Regions from separate parts of the Mus musculus genome. Here regions 1, 2, 3, 4, 6 and 7 are each linked to region 5. A link is a contact called in public Hi-C and promoter capture Hi-C data. All regions are on one chromosome and are shown on one strand. The core of a region is the stretch at or near the end of the contact, and the rest is flanking DNA. Distances in the headings are between cores, read along the strand shown.

Region 1 (2,739 bases), core at 206-2,705, 210 kb after region 5:
GACCTGGAGGCTGGAAAGATGGTTCCATTAGAGCGCTTACTACTTTTTTGCAAAGGATCCAATCTTGGTTTCCAGTGCCTACCTGGTGGCTCACAACTCTCTATAACTCCAGTTCCAGGGGTTCCAAAACCCTCCTTTGGTAGTCACAGGCACCAGGCACATGTGCAGTATAGATCCCTCCACACTGGTAAGCACTCATACATATAAATCTAAAAATAAGAAAATTTAAGAAAATAGGTGGGCTGGGCGTGGTGGCGCATGCCTTTAATCCCAGCACTTGGGAGGCAGAGGCAGGTGGATTTCTGAGTTCGAGGCCAGCCTGGTCTACAGAGTGAGTTCCAGGACAGCCAGGGCTACACAGAGAAACCCTGTCTCGAAAAATCAAAAAAAAAAAAAGAAAAGAAAAGAAAATAGGTAGACACACAACTGTCCCTGCACCCATGCAGGACTGATCTACATCAAGGGCTTCTTTCTTCCTTTCTTTCTTTCTTTCTTTCTTTCTTTCTTTCTTTCTTTCTTTCTTTCTTTTTTTCTTTTGGGTTTTTTTTTTTGGGGGGGCAGGGTTTCTCTGTGTAGCTCTGGCTGTCCTGGAACTCACTCTGTAGACCAGGCTGGCCTCAAACTCAGAAATCCACCTGCCTCTGCCTCCCAAGTGCTGGGATTAAAGGCGTGCACCACCACTGCCCGGCTTTATCAAGGGCTTCTTAAAAGGACCCTGAAGGTGAACCCTGGCCTGGAAGTGGCTTGAGTCCTTGACCACCCACACCCTGTTCCATGGTGGCTCAATCCTGGAGATGGCAGAGTAAGACTACCCTCTTCTCTACTGGCCCAGGAGATGTCTACCCTTCATCAGCTTCTGAACTCCAGGCTTGGCTGCTCTCTCACCCGTGGCCCACAGTAAGTCTCCAGGACTTTCCATGGAGGAGTTTGGTGAAAGGGACAGAAGAAAAGGAGAGCTGGGGGGTGGGGTAGGGGTTGGGGAGTAGGGTGTCAAAAGCTGTTTCCATGGAGGAAAAGGCCCTGGAACCTGATGGACCACAGAGTCAGTGGGGGTGAGAGGGTATGCCACCCAGGTACCCTCCCTACCTTCAACATACCATAGACAGTAATTCTCAGACTGCCATTTCTGCCCCTAATTAGCAACTGTCCCCCCCCCCATTGTCTCCTTCCAGTGTCCCAGCCAAGGCCTCTTTTGTGAACTTAGATTCCTGGGTGCAAGGTAACCTCATTAGTACTCGGAAACTGCCCTATCTCCAAGGAACAGGCAGACAGACAAGCTGGGGACCAGGGACAGGGCGGCCATTCTTTGGGTCCAACCTGGAAACGGTTCCCCTGCAAGATGCTAATCTTAGACATGCCTTTGTCTGGTTTAAGGTGGACACACATACTCATGTCTCCCCCGCACACACACCTCAGAGCATTATAAACCCCTGGCCCCTGGAAGCGAGCCACTGAAGACGACGGCCTCAGACTTCTTGGGTATTTGGACCACTGCACTGAAGAGATCATCTCTCCAGATTACTTTCCCCTGAGCTCCAGGCACCATGAACTTTCCTTCTACAAAGGTAAAGAGCCAGAAACAGGGACATAAATCATCAGACTACTGAGGCCATGATAGTGCTTGCCGAGGACTGGGCTCATATGCTCTTTCTAGCGTGTAGCACTGAGAGAGGAGTATGGGTGGGTTCTTGGCAACCTGCCTCCTTGGTTAACACTGGGTACGCCATTGTGTGGGAGCTCACGTTTAATGAGTTCTTGTATTTCCGATGTTCTCTGTGCTTGTCAGTTATGTCTTGCACTCAACAGGGTAGTAGGGATGATTTTATGCCTGGTTTGTAGGTGAGGAAGGGCTATCCCAAGGGGGTGAGAAACTAGATCAAAGCCACAATGTACAGTTTCCCCAGCAAAGGAACAAACCTGCTGTGTGTGGAGGGAAGGGCTAGTAAGTTTGGTGCAGACAGACTTAGAAGCACCTGTCTGTGGGTGGAGAGTCAAGCCTTTAAATATGTTTGCACAGGACAAACTTCTTCTACCCCAGAGAAGCCTATGAAGGTTTCGAAGACGATAAGGCTCAGTTGTGTATTGAAGGATGAATTGACAAAGGAGCCAGCCGCAGGAAACCCAATGACAGCCTAGCAGGATCTATGGCAACAAGAGGTTCAGAGCCAACTGGCTGTGTGGAGTGAAACCCATTTGCACCTTGTCTCTGTCCCCCTTTAGGTTCCCTGGGCCGCCGTGACGCTGCTGCTGCTGCTACTGCTGCCGCCGGCGCTGCTGTCGCTTGGGGTGGACGCACAGCCTCTGCCCGACTGCTGTCGCCAGAAGACGTGTTCCTGCCGTCTCTACGAACTGTTGCACGGAGCTGGCAACCACGCTGCGGGTATCCTGACTCTGGGAAAGCGGCGGCCTGGACCTCCAGGCCTCCAGGGACGGCTGCAGCGCCTCCTTCAGGCCAACGGTAACCACGCAGCTGGCATCCTGACCATGGGCCGCCGCGCAGGCGCAGAGCTAGAGCCACATCCCTGCTCTGGTCGCGGCTGTCCGACCGTAACTACCACCGCTTTAGCACCCCGGGGAGGGTCCGGAGTCTGAACCCATCTTCTATCCTTGTCCTGATCCAAACTTCCCCCTCTGCTCGCCGCTGTCAGTCTCTTGGTAAATGGCAATAAAGACGATTCTCTGTTGGTGTGACTAATCTATGTTTCTGTGTGTCAAGTTCAGGCCTCCAGGGGGCGGGAA
Region 2 (2,713 bases), core at 114-2,613, 170 kb after region 5:
CTACCCACTGGAGATGTTGCCTTACAGTAATTGCTACAGCTTGTTAGCAAGGCTCCGTTCAGAAACAAGCCTGCCGAAGGAAGGCAATTAAAAAAAAAATCCCAGCTTCATATAATTAAGAGGGGGAAAAACTGACTAAATATGAGAACATCAAACACACCTCAATTAGTCCAGTCCTTTTCCTTTTCTTTCTGTTTTAATGATTTGGGAGATTTCGGAAAACATTAATAGGAAGTTTCTGCTGATTAAAAATCTCACTTAGAGGCTAGATCAGCGGTAGAGCATTCGTCCAGCTAAGCAGACTGGCTCCATACCACAAAAGAGAGAACAAAAGCCAACTTTCGTTTATTCGAGTACAACAGCGCATTCCTGTAATTCCAGCTACTCAGGAAGCTGAGGCAGGGGAATTACTTAAGCCTAGGAACTCGAGACAGTCCTAGGCAAATGGGCTTTCAGCCAGCAGATCTCCTGAGTAGTCTACTTATTGAATAAGCTTTGGGAAATTGGGGTTGATATTAAGGAAAACGTGGGTTTTAGGTAGGGTTTTGTTTTTTCCCCATAGAGAAATAGAGATATCACCGAAGAGTTTCCAGCTCTTCGTATTGAAGCTGTCATGAAGTCTCTGATTGTAGGCTATGGTTGAGTCCAAATTGAGAACCAGACTCCTGTGTTCTGTTCAAAGACTGGATCCTCTCAGCCGGGCAGTGGTGGCGCACGCCTTTAATCCCAGCACTTGGGAGGCAGAGGCAGGTGGATTTCTGAGTTCAAGGCCAGCCTGGTCTACAAAGTGAGTTCCAGGACAGCCAGGGTTATACAGAGAAACCCTGTCTTGAAAAAACAAACAAACAAAAAAAGACTAGATCCTTTCAACAGTGGGCTCCCAGTCAGAACAGAGGAGCAAGGCTGTGCCTGCAGCCCGTCTAGCCTTCCACTTCATACATATTTTCTTCAACCCATAGAGAATACACTTCTAAAAATTGGCTTTGTCCCTACCCTTTCCAGACACAGGTTGGGTGGTCTCTGGTAAGGTCGTCTCAGGGCTTTGGTGCGCGTCTGCCTAGCTGTTTGCCACCAGCCACTTGCTAACTTCAGGGATTTGTGGGTGGCTGTCTTTTAGCTGCCGCTGGCTCTCTTCCCTGGCTGTGGACCTGGTCAGCAGTAATTAGATATTATTTCAGCCTGACAGCTGTTTGGTTTGTCAGCGTGCTAAGTCACTTAAGTATTACCCAGCAGCAATTGTTGCCTAACTTAGTAGACAAAAATCTTTTAAGGACAAAAAGAAAGAAGATAAGGAGGAAGTGGACCCAACCCCTGTCACCAGCTGAACAGCTCAGGATGACACGAGGTCTGGGGACTGGCTTCTCGCCTTCACTGGAGGAGTCAGTGTTATTTCCAGGTCCCATATCTGCAGTGATGACAGACTATTCTCCTGGGTGTGAATACTTGTAGGCATCTTCTGTCCTGATGCCTCCCTTCCAGGGTCCCTTAGGAAGGGCAGTGACTGGGGGCCTGGAGCCAGTCAAGGTTGGAAAGAACATGCAGAACTATATACCCTGTCCCACATACCCTGGAGATACGAGTATAAACTGGAAGTTAGAAGACCCCTTATTCCCTTTATTCCTAGGAGGGGGTGGGTTAATATCAGAGTCAGTCAGTAAAGGGAAGGGAGGAAGGAGTATTTAGAGAAAGAAGTGTAAAGCTCAGCTAAAAGAATTGTAGAGTCAGGCATTGTAGACATTTAGCCAACTTATGTCGGGGTGTTTCTTAACCCGTGAATTATAGAAGAAATCACGTTCCAGACTCCCATGATGGCTCACACCTATAATCCCAGCACCCACAAAACAAATGTAGTATGTAAAGGCTGCATGTGTACAGGCTCCTATGCATGTATGTATACAGATTGTGTAATTTTTTTCCCCTAGGGACTCAATAGATCTTGATAATCCACAGGAGAACATTAAGGCCACCCAGCTCCTGGAGGGCCTGGTGCAGGAGCTGCAGAAGAAGGCGGAGCACCAGGTGGGGGAAGATGGGTTTTTGCTGAAGATCAAGCTGGGGCACTATGCCACACAGCTCCAGGTGGGTACAAACACTGGCCACACTTAGGCCCTGCCCTCTTGAGGACTTCTTCATTTAATTTTCTGTAGACACGTGTTCTGATCTTTAACCCGGCATCGTAGAAATGTGTGTTTCACGCACATGGTTTTGATTGGCTTTGTGGTTGCGGCTGTTACCTTCTTTGAGACAAGAGTCTCACCGTGGGGCTGGAGAGTTGGTTCTGTGGTTAAGAGCGCTTCCTGCTTGTCTTAGGGTTATTATTGCTGTGATGAAACACTATGACCAAAAGTGAATTGAGGAGAACACCGTTTATCTGGCTTACACTTCCACATCACAGTTCGTCATTGGTGGAAGTCGGGACAGGAACCCAAACAAAGCAGGAAGTTGGTGGCAGAAGCTGATACAGAGGCCATAGAGGAATGCTGCTTACTGGCTTGCTCCCCATTGCTTGCTCAGCCTGCTTTCTCATAGCTCCCAGAACCACCAGCCCAGGGGCGGCCCCACACACAATGGGCTGGGCCCTCCCACATCAATCACTAATTAACAAAATGCCCTATAGGCTTTCCTACAACCCAAACCTATCATAAGAAGGCATTTTTCTCCACTGAGGCGCCCTCTTCTGATGACTCTAATTTGTGTCAGGTTGATAGAAAAC
Region 3 (2,700 bases), core at 164-2,663, 260 kb before region 5:
CCAGCATGAGAAATGTCTGGATTATACAGGGAAGAACCTCTCTGGAGAAACAGCAGCCCAGCCCCTGGGCTGGAAAGTTCAGGGTTGGGGGCAGGGTATGCCAGGTAGGAACTGAAGGGTTGCTGGGAGAACTTGGAGGCCAGGTCCACTTTGATATGTAAAATATGCACCTCAGTCCCTTTTCTGCAGACACCTGCCTCTGCCTCTGCCTCCAAAGTGCTGGGATTAAAGATGTGTGCCACCACTATACCTACCTCCAAAGTTTTTGATAAAAGGAAAAGAATAGTGGAGGCTGGAGAGATGGTACAGTGGATAAGAACAAAGGCGACTTTAAAAAGGACCAAGATTTGATCTTCAGCACCTACATGGTACCTCACTACGGTTAGCAACTCCAGTCCCAGGGGATCTGATGGCCTCTTTTGGCCTCCAAGTATGCCCACAAACACATGGTACAGATACATACACCCAGGCACACACACACACACACACACACACACACACACACACACTAAAACAAACAAATGCATCGTTAAAAAATAACTAAAAGTCCGGGGAGTGGTGGTGCATGCCTTTAATCCCAGCACTTGGGAGGCAGAGGCAGGCAGATTTCCGAGTTTGAGGCCAGCCTGGTCTACAAAATGAGTTCCAGGACAGCCAGTGCTACACAGAGAAACCCTGTCTCGAAAAAAACAAAAACAAAACGAAAACGAAAAACCACCCCCCCCAAAAAAACAAAAAACCAAAACCAAAAACCACCATAGCATGTATTAAAACACACATACGCAAATAAATAAATAATAAAATATTTTGAAAAAAAGAACCTGTTCGTTTCTGATGATGGATATTTCTTGCCTCTATAGTTACTATTCCCTTTTTGTAATATTAAGTATCTTGTGGAGAGGTTTAAAAAATATTCTCGAGGGCTGGAGAGATGGCTCAGCGGTTAAGAGCGCCGACTGCTTTTCTGAAGGTCGTGAGTTCAAATCCCAGCAACCACATGATGGCTCACAACCATCCGTAATGATATCTGATGCCCTCTTCTGGGGTGTCTGAAGACAGCTACAGTGTACTTACATATAATAAATAAATAAATAAATATTAAAACAATATTCTCAAGCCGGGCGTGGTGGCGCACACCTTTGATCCCAGCACTTGGGAGGCAGAGGCAGGCTGTCTTCCAAAATTTGACTTGTAAGTTGTCTAAACACGGTTGGCAATGGTGCGCTGCTGAATAAAGTCTTCAAGAAGAGATCTGTGGCTCCAGGATGACTTTTCTCTGACAGCGCCACCTAGGAAAGTGTCGGACTAGAGCTACATCACCTTAGCGAAAACACACACCTGCGAAGACCGCAGCCCAGGTGATCCACCCTCAGAGTGCGCACGCGCACGGAGGGGAGGCGCGGGGCGTGGCCGCGGCGCAGGGGCGTGGCCGTAGCGCGCAGGCGTCCTAGTGGCGGGTGGCTGCGTCTCAGGATGGAGGGTGAGTGAGTAAACAAGACGGGGCTGGGCGGTGGGGCCGGGCCTGGGCTTGGCGTGACGCTTGAACCTCAGGGCTGGGGAGGCGAAGAAATGAGGAAACTGAGGGCCACACCATTGCCTGACCCGGGGTAGCGCGAAGCCTGTCGTCCCGAGTGTGGTGGGACCCGGGGCGACAGCGCGTGCGAGCTGCGGGGGGCCGCGTGGCGGAGGGGGCGCGGCGGGGGCGGACCCGGCTGGTGGCCCGTGCCAACGTGGGTGGGCCTTGGCGTCTGCCAGGGGACCCTGACTCTTGTAAGCGGGAGGGCCAGAGGCCCGGGTGGCTCGGGCTCGCAGAGGCTTTGAGTGATGTTGAGGAAGGGGTGGCCAGGCCGAGATGCCCGCCAAGTGTGAGAGGTTCTTAAGACGCCCAAGTGTCAGGGTCGAGATTCCCGGGGTCGCGCGGCACCTCCTCAACATTTTGCTCCCGGACCTTGTCGCTGGTCTAACTCGCCTCACTTTAGTTCCGGGTTTGAGTGAGGATTTGTCTTCAAACTGTGACTGTCTCTCCCGTCCCCAGAATTCCCAGAAACGATATGTAAATGAACGCATCCCGAAGTAAAAGGGAAGGTGCTATATTTGGGACATAACTTGTCAGGAAGTAGATGTGAGACAAAGCTTTAAGAGAATTTTTTTTGGGGGCGTGTTTCGAGACAGGGTTTCTCTGTGTAGCCTGACTGTCCTGGAACTCACTCTGTAGACCAGGCTGGCCTCGAACTCAGAAATCCGCCTGCCTCTGACTCCCAGTGCTGGGATTAAAGGAGTGCACCACCACGCCTGGCGAGAATTGTTAAGATTTAGTTGTTTGGGTTTTTGTTGTTGTTGTTGTTGTTTGTTTGTTTGTTTTTAATGTGTGTGCACTCTATGTATGGATGGTTCCAGGGACATCGAATCCCTTGGTACTAGAGTTAAGGATGCTTACATACCACCATGTGGGAGCAGGGAACTGAGCCAGTCCTTGTTGTTTGCAAGAGCAACAAGTGTTCTTAACCGCTGAGCAGGCTTTTCACCATGTGGGACGAGCTTACTTTGGTCAAAGTGACCACTGAGATGATGTAGGTGGTGGGGCACAAGGAAGAGAATGGAAATAGATTAGATGGAGGTTAGTGTTGGAGGTGTGGGTAAACTGATTAGCCAAAGTATGGAACCTATGCCTTGGGAAACAGAGCCAAGGATCACAAAGAA
Region 4 (2,700 bases), core at 139-2,638, 220 kb before region 5:
TTGTCTGTTGGGAATTAGTTCATAGTGTGTGTGTCTCTGTGTTAGCACACGCGTGCATGTGTGTGTGGCCAGAGGTTAACCTTGGGTGTCATTCGTGAGGAACCACCTACCTTGTTTTTCTAGATGGGATCTTTCACTGCAGCTAAGGGCTTGCTCATTAGCTAGGTTGTGTGGTGAGTGAGCGCCAGGAATCCATCCGTCTGCACTTTCCCTGCACTGGGGTTCTAAGCACATAGGTGGTTCCATGCCTGACATTTGTATATAGGTTCTGTGGATCAAAATTAGTTTCTCATGTTTACACGGTGAGTGCTTTAACAACTGAGCCATGTCCTGAGCCCTAACGGAGGCACTTCCTTGTCTTGAGGGAAAAGCCAGATGTTCAGGGGAAGGAACCTTCTGCCTGTTGTGCCAAGAGTCCTTGGACATGTCACATTCAGTTCTCTGCTCTCCCCGAGTCCGACCTGCATGAGTGCCCGCTTCCTAACCATCCCAATCTCCCCACTCAGGCCAGAATCGCTTTCCTGGTTGTCGCTGTAAGACTCAGTGCAATACCAAGCAATGTCCATGCTACTTGGCAGTTCGTGAGTGTGACCCTGACTTGTGCCTCACCTGTGGGGCCTCAGAGCACTGGGACTGTAAGGTGGTGTCTTGCAAAAACTGCAGCATCCAGCGTGGCCTCAAAAAGGTGAGGTCTTTTCTTGGGTCAAGATGACAGTGGGAAGGAGGAAATGTTACCAGGTGTCATTGTTCCTTTGGCTCCTCAGAGGGGTTGTATGTAAAAGTGCTTGACAGATCTTGTCAGTGGTCAAAGTAATCTAATTTTCCATTCTACCAAAAGGAGCAGAGGGGTATAGACCATTCTATTCCCCTGTGGTGTTGGGTTGAAGTCCAAGTCTCTGCACATGAGAGGCAAGCACTTTCCCTCTGGGCTCCACAGCCCCAGAGTTGCCCCTTCTACTGCCTACATTATGATGTATGCCCAGACTCAGCCCCGGAGGTCCACAAGGAAGAGGAAGAAAATATCCTGTTTCCTTTACCATTTCCAGTTTTTGTTCTTACCCCTCAAGAGTGAAATGGTTTGGACCTCTTCTGTTTTCAGGTTCCCCTGACAGTTGGTAGTTCTTTCCACCTGCCCCCGTCCCACACGTGCACATGAAGCACTCACACCCACTCACACCCGCCCACCCGCCCGCCATCTAAGGCTTGCCTCCCTCTCCCCCAGCACCTGCTGCTGGCCCCTTCCGATGTGGCCGGATGGGGCACCTTCATCAAGGAGTCTGTGCAGAAGAATGAATTCATTTCTGAATATTGTGGTGAGGTGAGTGTTCCAGGTTCAGCCCGTGTTCTTACTGGGAAGATACTGACAAGAAGCTCTCTGACTTTCTGTGGGTTAGGCTTCTGTGAATTCATCTCTAAATAACTCAGCCCAGTTTTCATGTGGCCTCTCAGGGGATCCCACAGAACTGTTTGCAATCCTGAAACAAACCACTGTTTGTCAAGTGTTGGTATCTTGCTCTCTCTAGCCTTCACCCTGGTCAGCTTTGGTGGAGAGGGCTAGCAGAGTCTTGCTCTCCTGCACTGCCCCTTCCCAGGTAGGACAGTGTCAGACCTCGAGCAGGCGAGACATCCACTTCTTCCTTGTTTACTCCTCCAGCTCATCTCTCAGGATGAGGCTGATCGTCGAGGGAAGGTCTATGATAAATACATGTCCAGCTTCCTCTTCAACCTCAACAATGGTATGGCATGGCCTTCTGTACCTAGGTGATCATGTGCAAGTCTTCACACTAAGCAGCCTTGGCTATGATCCAGGTTCCAATCAGCACTGACTCGACCGACTCTTAAAGCAGAGTGCTAAGCTGAGCTGGGAAGCCTCCTGGGCTCTGCTTCATTTCTGAGCTGTGTTAGGAATGGGAACATGGGCACTTGCACTTGAGAAGGTACCCTAACCAATAGGTGGGAGGAGATCCAAAATTCAGAGGGAGGACTCCAGGGGATGCTGTCTCATGAGGAGGCAGGCTGCACTTTCACATATTCTGTTACTATTCTGGGCTTCACGTTCCCATTAGATTAAATTGTTTCTGTTACCTCTTAACTGATCCTAAAGTAGAGCTACAGAATGGGGGATTGAAGCTAGGCACATTTCTGATGCCTATAACCCCAGCATTTGACAGGCTAGAACAAGAGAGCTACCACATATTTGAGGCCAGTCTGAGCTACAGGAGATCCTGTCTTCAACAAACAAAAATGGGCACAGTGGTACAGTCCTGAAGTCATAGCACTGGGCATGAGGGTTACAGTAAGTTCTGGGCCATCCTGGACCACAGAGCTAGACCTTGAACCCCCCCAAAGTATAGTTTCCTGGGACACTCATGATTTTCTTTGATTTATGTCATGTAGATTTTGTAGTGGATGCTACCCGGAAAGGAAACAAAATTCGCTTTGCAAACCATTCAGTGAACCCCAACTGTTATGCCAAAGGTGAGTGAGTCTTGAGGAGCCTAGGAAGTGGGAGGGTTGAATGAACTGCTCGTGGCTGTGATTCTTACCTGTCACTCAGCTGCTTTCATGGCTGAGTTACTGTTTTCCAAGGAGACTCTTGATGACTATCTGCCATCATTTTAGGCCTCTCCTTTCATACTCGGCCTTTTCCACTGACTACATTAAAAATGCCTTCCCACAACCATGATTTAAAGGCCACCA
Region 5 (2,700 bases), core at 86-2,585:
TGTTGGGGGATTGCTGTTTTATTCAGAGGTCCCTAAAGTTCTATACCCTATATGGCAATCTGCTCCACACGTTGGTGAATTGATTGATTAGATCGACGACCCTCGAGTCTCCACAGAGCAGCGTTTAACTTAAGGAGGGTGGGCACCAGACTAGAAGTGACCTTTTGCCGAGAACCCATCCAGGCGGGGAACCCCAAGCCTGGTTTCCTAATCAGGGAAAAGGTTTTCAGTATCTCTGTGGGAAAGGGAATTGGGGTGGCTCCAGGGATTGCTGAGGGCCTGTGTCTAGAGACACAGGGCAGCCTGTGTCTCTAGACGTCTGTGCTAAGGACTTTTCTGCGCCTGCTCAGAACTGCCAGCTCCTTGGTGTTCAGCACCATGAAGAAAACTGTTCGCTTCCCCATTCGGTAGTACCGCTATAGTTGCCCCAATTCCTGCCCCAGGGAAAGGTACTGAGTACCGGTGGAGTTCAGAGACCTGGAGCTAAGAACAGATGGCAACAGTAACCTGGAGTGAACCCTGGAGAGCCACCTGCCTCCTCTTGGCCTTCTTTTCTCTGCTAGGTAAAGAGATGGGGTTCCGTGATCTCCCTGAATGCTCACCTAATATCCGAGAACCCAAGGGAAGAACGAGTCCGACGCTCACATTCTTAGAATTAGCTAGATATCTGCTGGAGGGGGCCCTGGGAGAAGTGACCAAAAGCTTTTACTTTATAATTTACTTCTCGCCTTAATCATGCCCTGTCCTTACAATTCTAAGAGAAACCTAGAGGCCCTTTCTAGGCCGTCACCCTTTCTGTCATTTCATCTCTTCCCTCTCTCTCACTAACAACCCCACAAGATTTGGGGGACAGTGGTAACTCAGTGTATAGATAGACGATGGGGGCAGACCCCCAAATCTTTGAAAAAGATTGTATAGGGCAAGGATCCTCCAAGGACATGAGGCATAGACACAAACTACTCGTTTACACCCAATTCACGCGCCATTTGGACCTCAGCTTGATCTTAAAAGGCTGGAGTGGGTTTGTGGGTGAGGAAAGAGAAAGAGTAGAGCACACTCCGAAGACCTAATTCCTTTCCGCAGCTCACATTCCTCTGCCCCAGTCCCGCTGCCGCAGCCTCCACTGCCAAGGGGGGCCCTAGACTCCCGCTCCAACTATTCCAACCATCCTGAACAGGGTGGGGCGCCCAGCTCTTGGGTTCCCCTCTGCTGCCCCTCCGGGGTTGGTCTCCCCTCCTGCCCCGGTTCCTCCCTTTCTGGGGTGGGGCCAGCCAATGGCCGACGGGACTCCGGGTTTGGTCTAGGAGCCGGGCAACTCGCAGATTCCCCGCCCCACAGTTCTGGCTAGAGTCCCGGTGCGCACGGACGTGGCTCGAGTTTCCTCCGCTCTGGGCTCCTGCTCGCTGTCCAGTCTCTCGCTCCTCCTTCTCTCCCGGTCTCCCGCTCCAGTTCCACCCGGTCGGCCCCGCACGGCTCCGGGAAGCCATGGAGGATGTCACGCTCCATATCGTTGAGCGGCCGTATTCCGGATTTCCCGATGCTTCCTCAGAGGGCCCGGAGCCCACCCAAGGGGAGGCGCGGGCCACGGAGGAGCCGTCGGGGACCGGCTCCGACGAGCTGATCAAGTCGGACCAGGTGAACGGTGTGCTGGTGCTGAGCCTTCTGGATAAAATCATCGGCGCCGTTGACCAGATCCAGCTGACCCAAGCCCAGCTGGAGGAGCGACAGGCGGAGATGGAGGGCGCTGTGCAGAGCATCCAGGGAGAGCTGAGCAAGCTGGGCAAGGCGCACGCCACCACGAGCAACACCGTGAGCAAGTTGCTGGAGAAGGTGCGCAAGGTCAGCGTCAACGTGAAGACCGTGCGCGGCAGCCTGGAGCGCCAGGCCGGCCAGATAAAGAAACTGGAGGTCAACGAGGCGGAGCTGCTGAGGCGCCGCAACTTCAAAGTCATGATCTACCAGGTGAGCCCGCGGGGCGGACCGCGCCCAGAGCTGGGGTCCCGGCCTGGGATCCGGGTGGGGACACCCGGCCGAGGCTCGTCTCTCCGCCAGCCCGGCCTGGTGAGAGCGGTCAGGAGCTCCTCCCCCCTTCCTGTGAACCCAGTTGGAGTGGGGTTTAGGGAGTGGCAAACTCTTGGGGCTCACAGAGGGGCGCACCCTGCGCCTTCCTCTCCAGGCTCCTCCCCACGGTCTCTAACTCCTATCGGAAAAGTTAGCGGGCTAGACTTGGGAACGCTGAATGCTCCCAGCTTGTCTCTGTCAAACGCCTTTCCACTTGGAGGAAGTTTTTTTTTTGGTGGGGCGGAGAGAGGGAAAAGGGAGGGAATGCCCGAGGTCTCTGGTGGTCTCTGTATGCCCCTCTGTAAGCAGACACTAAAGGTGGGGCCCGGGACCTGGGGCCTCCGGCGCTGCGGGCCCGATATAGCGGGTGATTCAGGGCTCAGGCACGCAGTGGCGGGGGCGCCATGCAAGGGACACGATCGTCAGCCCCCCACACCCTATCCCCGCGCCCCCGCACCAACCTCGGCTACCCACGCATGTCCCTAGGCCGCGATCTGCCCCTGGCCTCCAGGCACTTTCAGTTCCCAAGGGTCTTGCAGTGCGCGGGCGCCCTTGGCGCCTGCTGGGAGCGGGTGGGGCAGGTAGGGTGGGCGTTAGGAGTGTAAGTGGGGCGGGTGGAGGTGGCGGTCTGGGCGCAGT
Region 6 (2,700 bases), core at 24-2,523, 190 kb after region 5:
GGTCATGCTCTTGGGGGCATAAATGGGAGCAACTGGGGCCTTGGCGTCAGGCTGGGCTTCCTAAGGCCTGGAGTCAGGGCAAAGGAACCTGAAGGTTATCTGGAACTAACCTCACCCAGCCTAAGTCCAGGCACTGGCCTTCCACAGGGGGAGATTGCACCAGATATTTAAAGCATCAGTGGCCATGAGCAAATTGGCATCTGTTTGTCTTCTCTGAAAAATGGATATTTGCCACACTTTGTGTGTAAGGGCTGGGTGGAGTTTGGGAGTGGGCATCCAGAATAGACAGGACGGTCTGATGACCTAGCCAGCAAAGGCCTCTCTGATTTCTATCAGGAGATCTTTCTAGTGAGAGCCCAGCTCACTCAACTGATGGGTTGTGGGGTTTCAGATGACCTCTGATAACCTTTGCCCCTCCCCCTCATCATTTGTCCTTTCCTCTGAAGCCCGGACTCCGTCCTTGATACCGATGGGGACTTCGATCTGGAAGACACGATGGACGTGGCGCGGCGCGTGGAAGAGCTCTTAGGCCGGCCCATGGACAGTCAGTGGATCCCTCACGCACAGTCATGACCAGACCTCACCACCTGCAGCTTCATCGCCCTCGTGGAGGAACTTCCTGTGGATGTTTTAATTCCATGAATCGCTTCTCTTTGGAAACAATACTCGTAATGTGAAGTGTTAATACTAGTTGTGACTTTAGTGTCTCTGTGCATAGTGGCACTAGTGAAGGGAGTGCGCGTGAGTGTGAGTGCATTTGCACGTCGTGTTTTTTTCCCCGCCCCTGCTGTCCAGTCTAAGCCGCCACGCCAGGGCAGCGGCTGCGCTTTTTTTTACCATGTGCAAAAAGGCAGTTGGTTCCCTGAACCCTGGAACCTGGCCATGTGTCTTCAGGGTGGCTGACCCTTGACACGTGACTATCCAAGTAAGAAAAGGACAGAGGAAAAAGCACCCTCTCTCTGGGGAGCCTCGGTTCCTCTGCCAGGTAGTCCATAGTCCAAGCAAGCATTGTCATTGTCTCCGCCTGTCTTCTGAGATGTAGATGACTGTCTGATGATGAAAGCCAGTACCTCCCGTGTCCCCTGTCCCCTTTGCATAAGGGACGGAAAGGGGAGCTGAATCAAGGGTGATGGGGCAAGGGTGGTCACAGGTTTTTGGATGGGGAGTGGCTGTTTCCCGTTTCTGCCACTTCCGCCATCTTAACACTGGCTCCTTCCCTCTCTGCTTGCTCAGTCTCTATTTCTAGAACTGCCACTCAGCTTAAGTGCAAGTGTGTGTACTCAAGTGGAGATGTTTAACAAAATAGTGGAGAGGAAGCCAGGCCACCCAGCTCTGAGCGTACAGGTTCAGGTGATGCCCTGTGTTCCTTCTGTCAGGGCGGTGCGTTGTGCCCAAGTCCTGGCTCCAGACACTGGGCGTAGCCTGTCTGCGCCAGCCTCCCCAACTCTTGTCTGTGCTGTGGCCAGGCCGCGCCTGCGCTATCCAAGGCTTTTCTCCAAGCGTGTTGATAATGGCTTCCTGCAAACGTCCGGTGGTGTTTTTTGTTTCTAAATCAGGTCTTTTTTTATGTTTTTCCCATTTGCACCCTAATTTGACATCAAATTTCCCCCCTCCTGTATCAGGTCCTGGGTCCTCTGTACCCAGATCACTTCATCTCCCTTCAGTGTCACATAGTGCCCTGAGGATTAGGTGGTAGGAATGGGACCTGCACACGGGGCCAGCCTGCCAAGCAGGCAGCCAGCACTGTACAGTGCTGGGTGCCGGGTGGCCGTTGGGGATTGGGGAAATGCAGTCAGTCAGCGGGTTTCCTAGGAAGCTTGGAAAACTAAAAGCAAAGTGAAAGCCTCAGGGTGATTTGTTCCACAGTCTCCTCTGTAGTGTCTCCAGAAGGAAGGAAGGGGCTGCAGTGGGCCGTCAGGGAGAGGGGCAAGCAGAGAGCGGTTACCACTCAGGCTTGCTGAGAGCCCTCCTTGGCTTCCTCTCCCAAACAAGGGCAGAACCGTGCCCAGGAGAGGAGCCCCCAAAACCTTATTTTTATACATGCAAGTAAATAAACATATTTTTTTTACAAAAATAACTTCTGAATTTATCAGTGTTTTACTGTTAAAAGAAAATACTCCTGTGTAGTAAATTATTTATTGGGAGATGAGTTTTTAAAAGCTGCTGTTTGCCTTGCCTTGGTTTTGTACACTGATTTTTCTATGCCTGGCGGTAGCCTCTCTGCCTCAGGTGCTGGCCGGATGGAGGAGGTGTGAGGCCCCTCCCTGGCCCCTCAGAAGAAAGCTGGAACTGCCAGGGGAGTCCAGGCTTAAGGGACTCGTCCCCACCTGTCATGCGACTGTCCCAGTAACCCTCACGAGGGTGTGGACTCGACAAATATCTAGATATATGGTGGACATGGCCCCAAGTCATGGGGAGAGTAGAGCAGCCTGGGCCCCCCCACCCCCAAGGTTCTAAGCTGACTTTCAAGTTAGGTTGGAGAAAAGGGTGCCAAAGAAGCGAGACTTCCACATAGTTTTTAAGCTACCCTGGATTTACTGAGGGTGTACCTGGACATGGGAGAGGTTTTTAACTGGAAAGTGTGTCCCCTATCTGCATGCTGGTCTCTCTCTCTCTCTGCCCAACTCTTGCACCCAAAAATGAGGTGAGGGCAGGTCTCCACCCACCTCTTGCCTGCTCACAGACCCACTCGTGAGTCGG
Region 7 (2,700 bases), core at 68-2,567, 190 kb before region 5:
AAGATTTATTTATTATTATATGTAAATACACTGTAGCTGTCTTCAGACACACCAGAAGAGGGAGTCAGATCTTGTTAGGGATGGTTGTGAGCCACCATGTGGTTGCTGGGATTTGAACTCTGGACCTTCAGAAGAGCAGTCGGGTGCTCCTACCCACTGAGCCATCTCACCAGCCCCCGTCTCTTTATTTCTTGCAAGTCTAACCTGGACGGATCCCCAGACTGGCTTGAGCCTTTCCTTATCCTAGGCTAGGATTACCAAGGAACTCTAGGAGTGACACCTGGGAGAATCCTCTGCCCCAGTTGTTGCCAGCTCCTCCGCCATGCTCCGACAGGTAGATGTTCTCCGGGTTGTAGAGCTTAGCATAGGAGGAGTTGAGGATGGAATGGATCACCCGGGGCTCCAGGTCCAGCAGCACAGCCCGGGGGATGTAGTGCTCATCATCTGCCTGTCAGAGGTAAGCCAGGATGGGTCAAGTCCTGAAGCCTCCCAACTCTGGCTCCTGCAGGCCCTCCCTTAAGATAGCCACTCTGTTCCCATCCATCCACTCAGAGAGTTTCCCAGCACCAGATCGCGCTGCCAGTCCCTTCAGGTCCCCATGGTCCTGGTCAAGTCACTGGGGGGGAGGGGCGGGGGGCACCTGGTAGAAAAAGACATCCTTTCGGTCAGTGCCCTCGGTGGCGAACTCCTCTACGATGCCCTCGGGGCTGATTCCATGTTCAGCACACAGCTGTTTCCAGAACTCGAACCCAACTGGGGGAGGAGGAAGAGGCCCAAGTCTGCTACAGCTTTAAGGCCTGAGGAGCCCAGGCTCAGAGGCTATTACATTCCAGAAGGTGACCCAAGACACCTGGGTCTGGAAGTTGTCACAGCCCAGGGCTAAGGAGGCAGCTCTTGCCTGGATCATCATGCGCAATAGAAAAGGTGGATCATGGGAAGGACAAAGGGGATTGATGGGTACCAGGCACTTGAGTGCAGCCTGAGGGATTGAACCAGAGGGATAGAAGCGGGGCACCGTGGTCGCTTGCTCACTCTGGTTGCCGCACTGGCCCAGCTGCAGGGTGATGATCTCCCGGGGCATCGCCGATCAGACCTAGCTCGTCCGCCCCGGCCTGGCGGCGGGGGTCACGACTGAGAGGAACTCCTGCCAGCCGGAGGCGCAGGACATGGGGAACGCGCTGTCGACTGATGTTTTGACGCGGGCGCTGGGTCTGCGCGTGTGCAGTGTGGGCCTCTCCGCAGCCGGCGGGCGGCAGAGCCCATCCTGGGCATCATTTTCTCTCTTAGCAATTGCAGCTGGAATTCAGCACAGGCGCAGAGCGAGGCCACGCTTCCTGTCACTATGTGCGCTTGCGCACGGTAACATTTGGCCAGCCGAGGATCCCCAGGGGTGTGGGGGAGGGAAGGGAGAAGTGGCCAGGTGGATGCACCAAGTGTGGGAGTCACCTGCCTACACCTGCCGGATATGCTAAATTGAGGGGCTACATTTAAGCCAACTCTTTTCAAGTGAGCATGCAAGGGAAGTGCTACTATATGTGGGTGTACATGTATGTGTGTTTACATATATTCTTTTTTTTTTTTTCTTTTTGGTTTTTCAAGACAGGTTTCTCTGTGTAGCCTTGTCTGTCCTGGAACTCACTCTATAGACCAGACTGCCTCAAACTCATAGATCTGCCTACCTCAGCCTCCCGAGTGCTGGGATTAAAAGCGTTCAGCTATTTTCATATTCTTACACTATGAAAAATACAAAGTTTGTCAGCTGGGACCAGGTGTGGTGGCTCGTGCCTTTAATCCCCAGCACTTGGGAGACAGTGGGAGGCAGATCTCTGTGAGTTCTAGGTCATCCTGTTTAGTGAATATCAGGCCAGCTGGAGCTACATAGTGAGACCCTGGGTAATAAAATAAGTCATCTCAGGCTGGCAGGTGTCATAAAGGCCCTTACTGCCAAGCCTGACCACATCGGAGTTTGATTGCAGGGTCCTCATGGTGGAAATAAGGAATCAAGAACGAACTCCTGGATTATCCTTTGACCTCTCTATATGCGTACTCTTGGAGTATGCAAACCTGCAAGGAATAAATAAATAAATGTAATTAGAAAGTACGTCCAGACACTGGTTTAAGTTCGGGGACCCCAGTGGAGAAATCAGGGCAAGGACTGAAGGAGGCTGAAGGGATTTGCAGCCCCATAGGAAGAACAACAGTATCAACCAAACAGAACCCCCTCCCCCAAAGCTCCCAAGGACTAAATCACTAACCAAAGAGAACACATTGGGGGACCCATGGCATAGCTGGATATGTAGCAGAGGATGGCCTTGTTATACATCAATGGGAGGGGAGCCCCTTGGTCCTGTGGAGGCTCAATGGTCCAGGGTAGGGGAATGACAGAGTGCTGAGGCAGGAGTGGGTAGGTGGGTGGGGGAGCACCCTCATAGAGGCAGGGGGAAGAGGAAAGGGGATAGGGAGTTTGTGGAGGGGAAACTGGGAGGGGGGATAACATTTGAAATGTCAATAAAATAACCAATAAAAATGAAAATATAGGGGCTGGAGAGATGGCTCAGTGGTTAAGAGCACTGACTGCTCTTCTGAAGGTCCTGAGTTCAAATCCCAGCAACCACATGGTGGCTCACAACCATCCATAACAAGATCTGACACCCTCTTCTGGTGTGTCTGAAGACAGCTACAGTGTACTTAAGACATATA

What was found. Promoter capture Hi-C pulls out the DNA fragments that hold promoters and counts their contacts. Hi-C and Micro-C count contacts between places; a contact is called where the count stands out from the background.
Region 1: a promoter capture Hi-C map of liver shows a contact between it and region 5. The contact joins the promoter of Hcrt here to the promoter of Cavin1 in region 5. A contact is called at or near these places in 25 of 39 promoter capture datasets (the 3T3-L1 cell line, the C10 cell line, the HPC-7 cell line and 15 more), 6 of 15 datasets of contacts at CTCF or cohesin (CD8 T cells, embryonic stem cells, large pre-B cells and 2 more), 64 of 484 Hi-C or Micro-C datasets (the 63-12 cell line, B cells, CD8 T cells and 45 more), 27 of 115 datasets of contacts at active chromatin or transcription factors (the 230-238 cell line, the SCID.adh cell line, astrocytes and 17 more) and 5 of 9 other capture datasets (adipose tissue, embryonic stem cells, liver and 2 more).
Region 2: a contact with region 5 is called in a Hi-C map of bone marrow-derived macrophages, with 48 read pairs. The contact joins the enhancer-like site here to the promoter of Cavin1 in region 5. A contact is called at or near these places in 10 of 39 promoter capture datasets (the C10 cell line, cranial neural crest, embryonic stem cells and 4 more), 1 of 15 datasets of contacts at CTCF or cohesin (large pre-B cells), 9 of 484 Hi-C or Micro-C datasets (CD4 T cells, CD8 T cells, Th1 cells and 4 more), 17 of 115 datasets of contacts at active chromatin or transcription factors (CD8 T cells, astrocytes, bone marrow-derived macrophages and 11 more) and 3 of 9 other capture datasets (embryonic stem cells, macrophages and pancreatic islet).
Region 3: a promoter capture Hi-C map of liver shows a contact between it and region 5. The contact joins the promoter of Ezh1 here to the promoter of Cavin1 in region 5. A contact is called at or near these places in 16 of 39 promoter capture datasets (the 3T3-L1 cell line, 3T3-L1-derived adipocytes, the HPC-7 cell line and 10 more) and 3 of 9 other capture datasets (embryonic stem cells, liver and pancreatic islet).
Region 4: a contact with region 5 is called in a Hi-C map of Th2 cells, with 2.6 times the contacts expected there. The contact joins the enhancer-like site here to the promoter of Cavin1 in region 5. A contact is called at or near these places in 13 of 39 promoter capture datasets (the 3T3-L1 cell line, the C10 cell line, the HPC-7 cell line and 6 more), 4 of 15 datasets of contacts at CTCF or cohesin (the G1E-ER4 cell line, embryonic stem cells, large pre-B cells and 1 more), 112 of 484 Hi-C or Micro-C datasets (the 63-12 cell line, the AML12 cell line, B cells and 66 more), 15 of 115 datasets of contacts at active chromatin or transcription factors (bone marrow-derived dendritic cells, bone marrow-derived macrophages, cardiomyocytes and 6 more) and 3 of 9 other capture datasets (adipose tissue, liver and pancreatic islet).
Region 6: a contact with region 5 is called in a promoter capture Hi-C map of liver. The contact joins the enhancer-like site here to the promoter of Cavin1 in region 5. A contact is called at or near these places in 15 of 39 promoter capture datasets (the C10 cell line, the HPC-7 cell line, cranial neural crest and 8 more), 4 of 15 datasets of contacts at CTCF or cohesin (CD8 T cells, embryonic stem cells, large pre-B cells and 1 more), 32 of 484 Hi-C or Micro-C datasets (3T3-L1-derived adipocytes, the 63-12 cell line, B cells and 20 more), 23 of 115 datasets of contacts at active chromatin or transcription factors (the 230-238 cell line, the SCID.adh cell line, astrocytes and 14 more) and 5 of 9 other capture datasets (adipose tissue, embryonic stem cells, liver and 2 more).
Region 7: a contact with region 5 is called in a promoter capture Hi-C map of liver. The contact joins the promoter of Tubg2 here to the promoter of Cavin1 in region 5. A contact is called at or near these places in 16 of 39 promoter capture datasets (the C10 cell line, the HPC-7 cell line, cranial neural crest and 10 more), 1 of 484 Hi-C or Micro-C datasets (conventional dendritic cells), 6 of 115 datasets of contacts at active chromatin or transcription factors (bone marrow-derived macrophages, embryonic stem cells, epiblast stem cells and 1 more) and 3 of 9 other capture datasets (adipose tissue, liver and pancreatic islet).

What each region holds. Positions count from the first base shown.
Region 1 is chr11:100,761,647-100,764,385 of GRCm38.p6, reverse strand. It overlaps Hcrt (hypocretin), which reads left to right and starts at 1,455. Exons shown (of 2, transcript NM_010410.2): 1 at 1,455-1,565; 2 at 2,221-2,693. The coding sequence starts at 1,545. The coding sequence ends at 2,592.
Region 2 is chr11:100,804,236-100,806,948 of GRCm38.p6, reverse strand. Stat5b (signal transducer and activator of transcription 5B) reads left to right here. Exons shown (of 19, transcript NM_001113563.2): 3 at 1,923-2,079. Among named protein-coding and RNA genes, the nearest start is that of Ghdc, 35 kb to the right of the region's middle. Within about 2 kb of position 1,363, at least 64 of the 459 cell types and tissues checked have an H3K27ac peak or open chromatin away from gene starts, as enhancers often do. A contact at or near this core is called in CD8 T cells, Th1 cells, astrocytes and 2 more, where this site is marked.
Region 3 is chr11:101,225,176-101,227,875 of GRCm38.p6, reverse strand. Ezh1 (enhancer of zeste 1 polycomb repressive complex 2 subunit) reads left to right here and starts at 1,413. Exons shown (of 21, transcript NM_007970.3): 1 at 1,413-1,480.
Region 4 is chr11:101,193,504-101,196,203 of GRCm38.p6, reverse strand. Ezh1 (enhancer of zeste 1 polycomb repressive complex 2 subunit) reads left to right here. Exons shown (of 21, transcript NM_007970.3): 16 at 507-685; 17 at 1,223-1,318; 18 at 1,655-1,736; 19 at 2,398-2,478. Among named protein-coding and RNA genes, the nearest start is that of Cntnap1, 19 kb to the right of the region's middle. Within about 2 kb of position 1,388, at least 9 of the 459 cell types and tissues checked have an H3K27ac peak or open chromatin away from gene starts, as enhancers often do. A contact at or near this core is called in CD8 T cells, the P5424 cell line, Th2 cells and 1 more, where this site is marked.
Region 5 is chr11:100,969,252-100,971,951 of GRCm38.p6, reverse strand. It overlaps Cavin1 (caveolae associated 1), which reads left to right and starts at 1,335. Exons shown (of 2, transcript NM_008986.2): 1 at 1,335-1,962. The coding sequence starts at 1,486.
Region 6 is chr11:100,780,969-100,783,668 of GRCm38.p6, reverse strand. Stat5b (signal transducer and activator of transcription 5B) reads left to right here. Exons shown (of 19, transcript NM_001113563.2): 19 at 447-2,700. The coding sequence ends at 573. Among named protein-coding and RNA genes, the nearest start is that of Ghdc, 11 kb to the right of the region's middle. Within about 2 kb of position 1,273, at least 24 of the 459 cell types and tissues checked have an H3K27ac peak or open chromatin away from gene starts, as enhancers often do. A contact at or near this core is called in embryonic stem cells, kidney and liver, where this site is marked.
Region 7 is chr11:101,154,501-101,157,200 of GRCm38.p6, reverse strand. Tubg2 (tubulin, gamma 2) reads right to left here and starts at 1,317. Exons shown (of 11, transcript NM_134028.2): 1 at 1,033-1,317; 2 at 641-753; 3 at 281-448. The coding sequence starts at 1,081.